2 separate regions of the Drosophila melanogaster genome follow, and region 1 is linked to region 2. Evidence: chromatin contacts called from public HiChIP or PLAC-seq data. All regions are on one chromosome and are shown on one strand. The core of a region is the stretch at or near the end of the contact, and the rest is flanking DNA. Distances in the headings are between cores, read along the strand shown.

Region 1 (3,655 bases), core at 716-3,215, 200 kb before region 2:
ACTCCGCACAATGGTCTTACTGTTGGGGTGGTAAGGAATTTGAAAATGCAGACAGGCTCGAGATTGTGCACTTCCTACTTATAAACTGTACCTACAAAATAAGAGCGATCCCATCTACTCCCGATGCAGCAGCACGAAAATGGCCAAAATAGAGAGAATGGCCCACTGAAAAGTTGCAAATTCGGGCTTAGTGGCGAAAAAAAAACACAAACGTCCTTCAACTTACCTTAACCTTGGGATATTCGTTCATGAAGATCGTGATGATGCCCACGTAAGGCAGGAAGCCCCTGGCCCGGCCCACAATGTCCTTTTTGGTCAGCCACAGCTGGTTGGGTGCATACAGGCCCCGGTCGTCCACGTTGTTATTGTCGCCCTTGGTCAGGAACTTGACGGATCCGTCCTCTCTGCAGAAAAGATTGATTGGGATTATATGGGACCAAACCAAACCAAAAGGAAATCATACAGAATACAATAAAAAGGAATCTTGGCCCGTGACTAAATATAAAACAACAATGTTTTAAGACAACGAAACACAAGCTTAACTTAATGACGTGTCCTAAAACTACAAATTGTATCTAAAATAAAAAATGATCTATTCCATACGGCATGTGAGCTATTTTCAATCCCTTTTAGAAAATATGTAATTCCTTTTTGCCTTCACTGCTGTAGGAAAACTTTTACTAGCCACTGTGTTCCATGCACCTTCTCATAAACGAGCTTAAGGGAGGTCCACAAATTTACATAACATTTCATGTGCACAAGGATTTCAAATAGTTAAAAAAATAGCATTACACAAAAGTGGCACTAATTTAGTTCCTTCCCCTGGCGATTAGAAACTATGATGCTCATTCCACCTAACCGATCAGAGATGTTAAAATGCCTACTTGAACAGCAAGCACCCAGTACGACATCATGCCCCATTCATCTTAAAGACGCTTTCTGGGATTGGTTTCCATATCCGTAGCCCCAGGAAACTCACTTTTCGTGCAGCTTGATGACGCGGTGTACAATGGGTATGTCCCTGCCCTCCACCTTGAAGACGACGATCTCGCCGACGCGCACCGGCTCCTCCTTGTAGTTAGTGAGGAAGAGGAGGTCGCCGCGGTGGAAAGCCGGCTCCATGCTGCCACTGAGCACGACAACGATCGGCGACTCGCTGCCGGTGACCACCATCAGGCCCTTCCAGATCATCAGCGCCGAGGAGACGATCATGGCGAAGCTCAGCACCTGGTACAGCGACTGCGGGAGGGAAAGGGCACGAATCAGGATGATATATGGGTGCATTGCCCGGAGAAGCGGCGCTGCTCACCTGACGCTTGTTCATTCTGTTGAAGTCGCCCAGCATCTCGTCAATCTGCAACATGCTGGCTACGCCCATGGCTGCGGCTGTTATTGCGGTGCTTGTGGAGGAAATAGCCTTTTTAAATGCAATTGAAAAGGTCCTTAACAAAACTTCTCGGCTTCGTCCACGAAGACAGAAAATTTCCGACACGTATGTTTAGGCCGAGTTGCCAGACGGTGTGTGACGGGTGCGTGATGATCTTTGTGCAACTATTGTTCGGTCACACTATTGTTTCCCAAAAACTCCCGCCTTTTGTGACTTTTTTTTTTTTTGGGTATAAACATTATTTAATTCCCGGCGTTGGTTCAAGTTAGTCTTTTATTCTGGTCTTCGTGTTTACCTTATAAATGTTTCAGAAGTTCTAAGATTAAAGGTCACTCTGTACTATAAATCACCATTTTTATTCCTATAACTTACCAATTGCGCACATTAGAGGCATCTTAACCTTTATTAATACATAGTAATATTATATAATATATATCGTAGTGGCAAAAATTCGAATTAATAGCGTTCGTAATAGTTCTTAAATATATTCCTGAGTTAACGGTAAAAATTAAAGAGTATCCCATACGCTACAGTGCTGCCACACCAAGCAATCGATAAGCGAGCTGCCACCACAATTTGACAGTAACGTTTTCCGCAATTGGTGTGACCGCAAGCGAAAACGTGAAGTGAGCGCCATCGGTGGTGTTTTCTCGCGAAATATAATATCAACTAAGCGGAGAAAGATGGGCGACAAGTTGCTGGATCCGACGCAGATCATCAATGGGCTGGCTGTGATGCTGTCCTTTTTCGTGGGCTACCGATACGCCCTGAAGCGAGGCGATGCCAAGGACTCCGTCACCGAGGGAGCGGCGACCCCGTTCTCGCAGGAATCTTCGGTGTCTAGCGGTTCCGAGGCTTCAGTTTCGGATAAGGTGAGAAGGAAAGCCCTCGGTAGGCATTCAATGGCCCCAATCCACCTAGTACTCTGAACTTGTTGTAGACCCAAATGCATCATTGAACGCATACACTTGGGGTCACAATAATAGCAGTGCCATTTTTTGTTGTACGGTAGAAGTTTTCAAAAGTCCTACTTTACATAGTTTAAAGTATGATTTTTTAACATAAGTATATAGCACATACACATTATAATAATATAATACCAACGCTAATTTTCTAAACATTGCAGGGCTATGGAGGCTTGAACGACAACTTTAAGATGGTCCTGGTGGTGCGCAACGATCTCAAGATGGGCAAGGGCAAAATTGCCGCCCAGTGTGGCCACGGAGCGGTGGGTGCTTACCAGCGGGCGGTGGTCAGGACGCCTCGACTACTGCGGTCGTGGGAGAACTGCGGTTGCGCCAAGATAGCCGTTCGCGTGGAGAGCGAGGCGGAGCTGATGGCCATCAAGAAGGAGGCCGAGAGACAGCAACTGAACACGTGTCTCATCCGCGACGCCGGTCGCACACAAATAGAGGCCAACTCCAAGACTGTGCTGGCCGTGGGTCCAGCGGCTGCCGCCGACATCGACCGGGTTACCGGCCACCTGAAATTGCTGTAAGATCCGCACTTCGGAAACTCTCACAGGCCATTGGCATTACTAATTCACTCAAGTGCAACCCGACAATTCACAAAGCAATACGGCGCACCGGTGGAGCGGTTGAAAGATTAAGGCCACCGGGTGGAGGACGACTGTGACATGCAAGCTAAGCTAAGATTTACGTTATTACATTAACTGTGAACCGAGCTATTAAACATTAAACGATTGACAGTCCGGCCTGGAACTGCAAAGCTCCGAAGCGTTTTTGTAGGGGTTCAAGTGGTAAAATCCTAGCTCAAGTAATTAAGTCCCTGTAGAGTATTTCCTTTTTCCAAAACTATTGTGTTTTGGTAAATCCTTTACTAACATATATTTGAAAAATGAAATGTGTCTACTCATTAAGATTATATCTAGCTTCCCACAGTATTTGGTCTATTTCTTTTCAGAAAATATCAGGGTCTTTTGAAAAGTAATGGTGACACTTGTTTGTTTCTAGGCATTATTTAAAGTTATGAAAATTATATTTTAAAAACATATTTTGAATTAGATTTCATAAATTGTAAAGTGTATAATTAAAAACATATTGGCATGAAAAGGAAATATTTTTTCAGAGAACATATTGTAGTATTTCAAAATCCGTTAAAACAATGCATTGTAAAAAGTGTATAAAATTGTTTCACAGCGAAGCTCAATCCTATTATTAAATCGACGTTTTATTTTCTAACAACTAACAATTATTCCCTATCACTAAAAAGTCCAGGCATAATCATTGTCTCCCTGCGGCGTCTGTT
Region 2 (3,818 bases), core at 1,285-3,784:
AATGAAAAAAAAAAACGCATTCAAGTCATGTAATTTCGGAACTTCCTTTGATATTGTACATTTGTTGGTGCTTTGCATGCGCTAGGTGCAAATTGGGTTTTTTCCAATTTCATTTTATATACCCACGGCGTCATGAAGCCACCCATATTTATTGCATAATTTTCAGCATAGCTTCCCGCGCACACACATTGCGAACATTGATTGTGGAAATAACTACGGCCAGTTGTGACTTTTACCAACTAGCGTACAACTAGATTGCCAGATTTTCTCGGGCGTGTTACATTTCAAATTGTATTGTATTGTATTGTATGTATTCAAATTATCAAATAAATTAATTTTATGAACCAAATTCCACATGCTGCTAAAACATCACATACGTTTGATATTCTATTTTTAACAAAAATAACCTTTATTTACGTATGAAGTTCATTCTTACAACTATGAATACGCTATCCGTTAGCGTTTAAGCTAGTATTACTGATTATAAGGGATTATATCTGGAAATAAGACAGTATACTCTACTGAATTTGATTGCGTCAGTGAGCTTGAATTCGGATCTCGTTCCCGCCCCCCTGCTCGGCCACCATTTCCACCTTCATGCTCTCGGCCAGCATTACGGCGTTCTGGTGCAGTTTGGTCTCCTCGTGCTGGCGCATGTGATGCAGCAGACGGAAGTCCTTGTTGCAATAATCGCAGCGGTACAGTTTGATGTCCGAGTGGATGAGCTCGTGCTTGGTCAGGGAGTGAGCGTAGGCAAACGCTTTGTCGCACACCTTGCACACGTAGGGCTTGATGCCACGGTGAACACTGATCGGAAAAAGAAAAGTTAGTTATCTCTGTCCCGAACTAGGAATATATTTAAATGGCCCATTTTGAGGCCTCTCCGTGAGAATAACATTTCTACTCACTTTTCATGAGACTTGAGAACACTTTCGTAGAAGAATTGACGACTGCAGAAGCTGCACTTATAGGGTTTGCTGCCCGTGTGGGAGTACATGTGCTTCCTCAGTTGCTCGCGCACCTGGAACTTGGCATCGCATAGTCTGTGAAGGCGGGATTAGGGTTATCGCTTTAATATGAAATTTACCGACTCGACTTACTCGCATGCATATTGGCAGATGCCGTCATGGCGTCTGCGATGCTCCATCATCCGGCCGCGCTTTTCGTAAAAGTTTCCGCAGACGTCGCAGATATAGCCACCCTTCTCAGTGCCGTCCGATGTTGTTAGGGAGTTTAATCCGCGACGAACCCGGCCGCGCCGCGCCTTCAGGCTTGCCTTGGCCGCCTCCTGCAGCGCCAACTGCTGCGATGGTGTCTCTTCGTACTGCTTCTCAGACTCCAGGACGATCTCGGTCTGATCGGAGTTCATCTCGATGGTGTAGTTGTCCTCCAAGTACTCGATGGTGTCGCCAATGCACTCCTGCTGATCGCTGGTGTCCACTTCCAAGTACTCCTCGTGCCCCTTTTCTTCCTGGTGCTCCTCTTCCCCGGTGGTGGTCTCCTCCAGGATGTACATCTCCTCGTCGCATTGCTGCTGCGAGCCGTCCTCCTCCTTGATCATCATCACATCTGATTCGTCCAGCAAGCCCAGTTCCCGGCAGTACTCCTCAATCTCCATCTGCTTGCGCAGCGCCTTCTCGCGAAACTGGTAGGCCATGTTGAGTTCGACCTTGCAGGACTTGCAGATGCCATCGGGTATGTGTTCTCTGTCGTTCAGCTGCATGAGGGATGGATGGATGAATGGTCAGTTCGCATTGCCAGCTCTAGCGATTCACTTACATTGCTGTATGAGACTCCCAAAAGTTGAATCAACATCTCGTTCGGCGATTCCTCGCCTTCCTCGCGGATCTCGTCTAGGCGCTGCAGTCGCTCACTCTGCGCCAGGCAGACCCGGCACGTCTGTGGGGTAAGCTCGACGCGCATTCTGGAATCCTGCTCGAAATTTAATTTAAAGAACCGCTCGCGTAGTATTGTAGTGTTAAAATTTGTGTTGCTAAAGTGTTGTGTAAAGCGACTGAAAAAAGAAACGAAAAGACATCGCCATTTTCCTTACCAGGGCTGCATAGCATCGGCGAACACGATGTGGTTCATTTTGCTGGTTCCGGGAAGCGGATTTTTGGTTAAATATCTGATAAACATGTTTGCTGCTTGTGACAATACATTGGAAATATTTGTTCCTTTAACCATGGCTAAACGATATGATATGATAACTGAAAGTATTCCCCAGTGTGCCTATAAACACAAACAACTTGTAAAATGAGAAAGAAAATATTAATACTTCAAATATTCAAATATTATGAAAACAATTATATATATATTTATATATTTCTTTCATATTTACGTATATTTAGATAGAGTAAAGAATTCAATCATAAAAATACCAACGTCTTACATTAAATATTATTTAAAAAAAGGCCTAATGCGCTTAAATTTGCCTTATCAATAGAAAATATTATGTCCAATACTGACAATACATCTCACCAAAGATTTAATTTAGCTAGGAACCAGTTCTCTATGGCTCATTTTTTTGACCAGTGGCGATAACGATGACAGCAAGATCACTAAAAGACTAGCGTTGCATGTTTATCATATACAAGCTAACATTGCGTAAGGTGAATCTGCAAATTATATACAAATTATTAGTAATTTACTCATTTATTTATGCGAAATCGCAAATACAACACCGTGTTTACATCCGAAAGCTCTGGCAAAAAAAGCACATTTCTTAATGCAGCCGTCTGGCAACGCCACATATTTTTCGAGACGCAGAACGCAAGATATTTTCTTATCTCTCGTTAAAAAATGGATTATTTCGGTTCAATCGGTGCGTATCTGGGAAAATCGCATGCTCGTTGGCAGTAAAGAACGCCACGCACTTTCACGTCCCACGCCCAGCGCACTCCCGCCTGACGGGAAAATGGGAAAGCAACTATATCTGGCATCCGTATCTTCGTCCGTCGCAGCCGTCAAAATGTTCGTCGCGCCAGTTATCGACTCGGCAATCTCCATCTCCTAAGGCACACACACACTCAATAGAACGCAGTCCAGCACTCACACAGGCAGCCACCTACGTAACCTGGCAGCGGAAGCGCCCTTAATCTTGGCCAGAAACCACAGCAGGCAGAAAACAACGAGGGAGCAGCAGCAGGCGGAGGGAAACGGAGGCGCCGCTAGCACTAGCACCTAACATGTCCGAGAAGCACGGCCAGCTGGGTGCGCAGTGGACGAAATCAGCGGCGCCAGCAGCAACAACAGCACCAGTCTCCAATTCCATTCCCATACCTCAACCGATCCCTGTGGCACTACCCCTCCAGAAACCCAACGCCAATCCCTATGGGAACTGCAGCCTACAGCCCGCGGATATAGTCTACAGCGCAACCAGATTTCAAGGACCTGCTATCCATGCAAAGGGCTCTCCTTTGACCATTACGCCCGTGGGCCCTGTCGGCGGAGCACCTGCCTCTGCCCAGATCTCGCCCACGAGTCACACCCATGTACCTGTACCTGTAGCCACGCCCAGCGGCTTTGTGCCGCCTCCGTTTTCCAATGCCACCAGCGCCAGTGGAGGTGTCTCCACTTCCGTACTTACTCCGAATCCCTTTGCCACGGCGAGTGCAAATGCTGCTGGCCTGGCCTTTGCCAATGCCTTCAGCTTTAGCACAGCCCAGCAACTGGGTCTGGGCAAGATCATGCACGCTATGGGCGGAGCTACTGCGGGAGTGCCATCGGCGCCAGTACCAGTCACCACGACTCCAGCGACAGCTGCTCCTTCGACCCCAACAATAGCTGGTCCACGGCATCCGAACGAGGGCGTTCCA

Evidence for each region. HiChIP or PLAC-seq counts read pairs in DNA pulled down with a chosen protein or histone mark.
Region 1: a contact with region 2 is called in an H3K27ac HiChIP or PLAC-seq map of the Kc167 cell line, with 8 times the contacts expected there. The contact joins the promoter of CG1307 here to the promoter of CG9727 in region 2. A contact is called at or near these places in 1 of 1 datasets of contacts at CTCF or cohesin (the Kc167 cell line), 44 of 107 Hi-C or Micro-C datasets (the Clone 8 cell line, the D17-c3 cell line, the Kc167 cell line and 15 more) and 5 of 6 datasets of contacts at active chromatin or transcription factors (the Kc167 cell line and the S2 cell line).

What each region holds. Positions count from the first base shown.
Region 1 is chr3R:6,655,752-6,659,406 of dm6, reverse strand. It overlaps CG1307, which reads left to right and starts at 1,965. Exons shown (of 2, transcript NM_001300273.1): 1 at 1,965-2,259; 2 at 2,514-3,377. The coding sequence starts at 2,071. The coding sequence ends at 2,885. It overlaps twr (twisted bristles roughened eye), which reads right to left and starts at 1,525. Exons shown (of 4, transcript NM_141419.4): 1 at 1,310-1,525; 2 at 980-1,239; 3 at 227-404; 4 at 1-165. The coding sequence starts at 1,378. The coding sequence ends at 115. Taf1 (TBP-associated factor 1) reads right to left here. Exons shown (of 16, transcript NM_206438.2): 16 at 3,359-3,655. The coding sequence ends at 3,612. agt (O-6-alkylguanine-DNA alkyltransferase) reads left to right here. Exons shown (of 1, transcript NM_001316493.1): 1 at 1-601.
Region 2 is chr3R:6,455,392-6,459,209 of dm6, reverse strand. CG9727 reads left to right here and starts at 2,534. Exons shown (of 5, transcript NM_001275389.1): 1 at 2,534-2,612; 2 at 2,703-3,818. The coding sequence starts at 3,189. It overlaps Zif (Zinc-finger protein), which reads right to left and starts at 2,122. Exons shown (of 5, transcript NM_001275390.1): 1 at 2,054-2,122; 2 at 1,780-1,993; 3 at 1,101-1,717; 4 at 909-1,043; 5 at 388-807. The coding sequence starts at 1,923. The coding sequence ends at 537.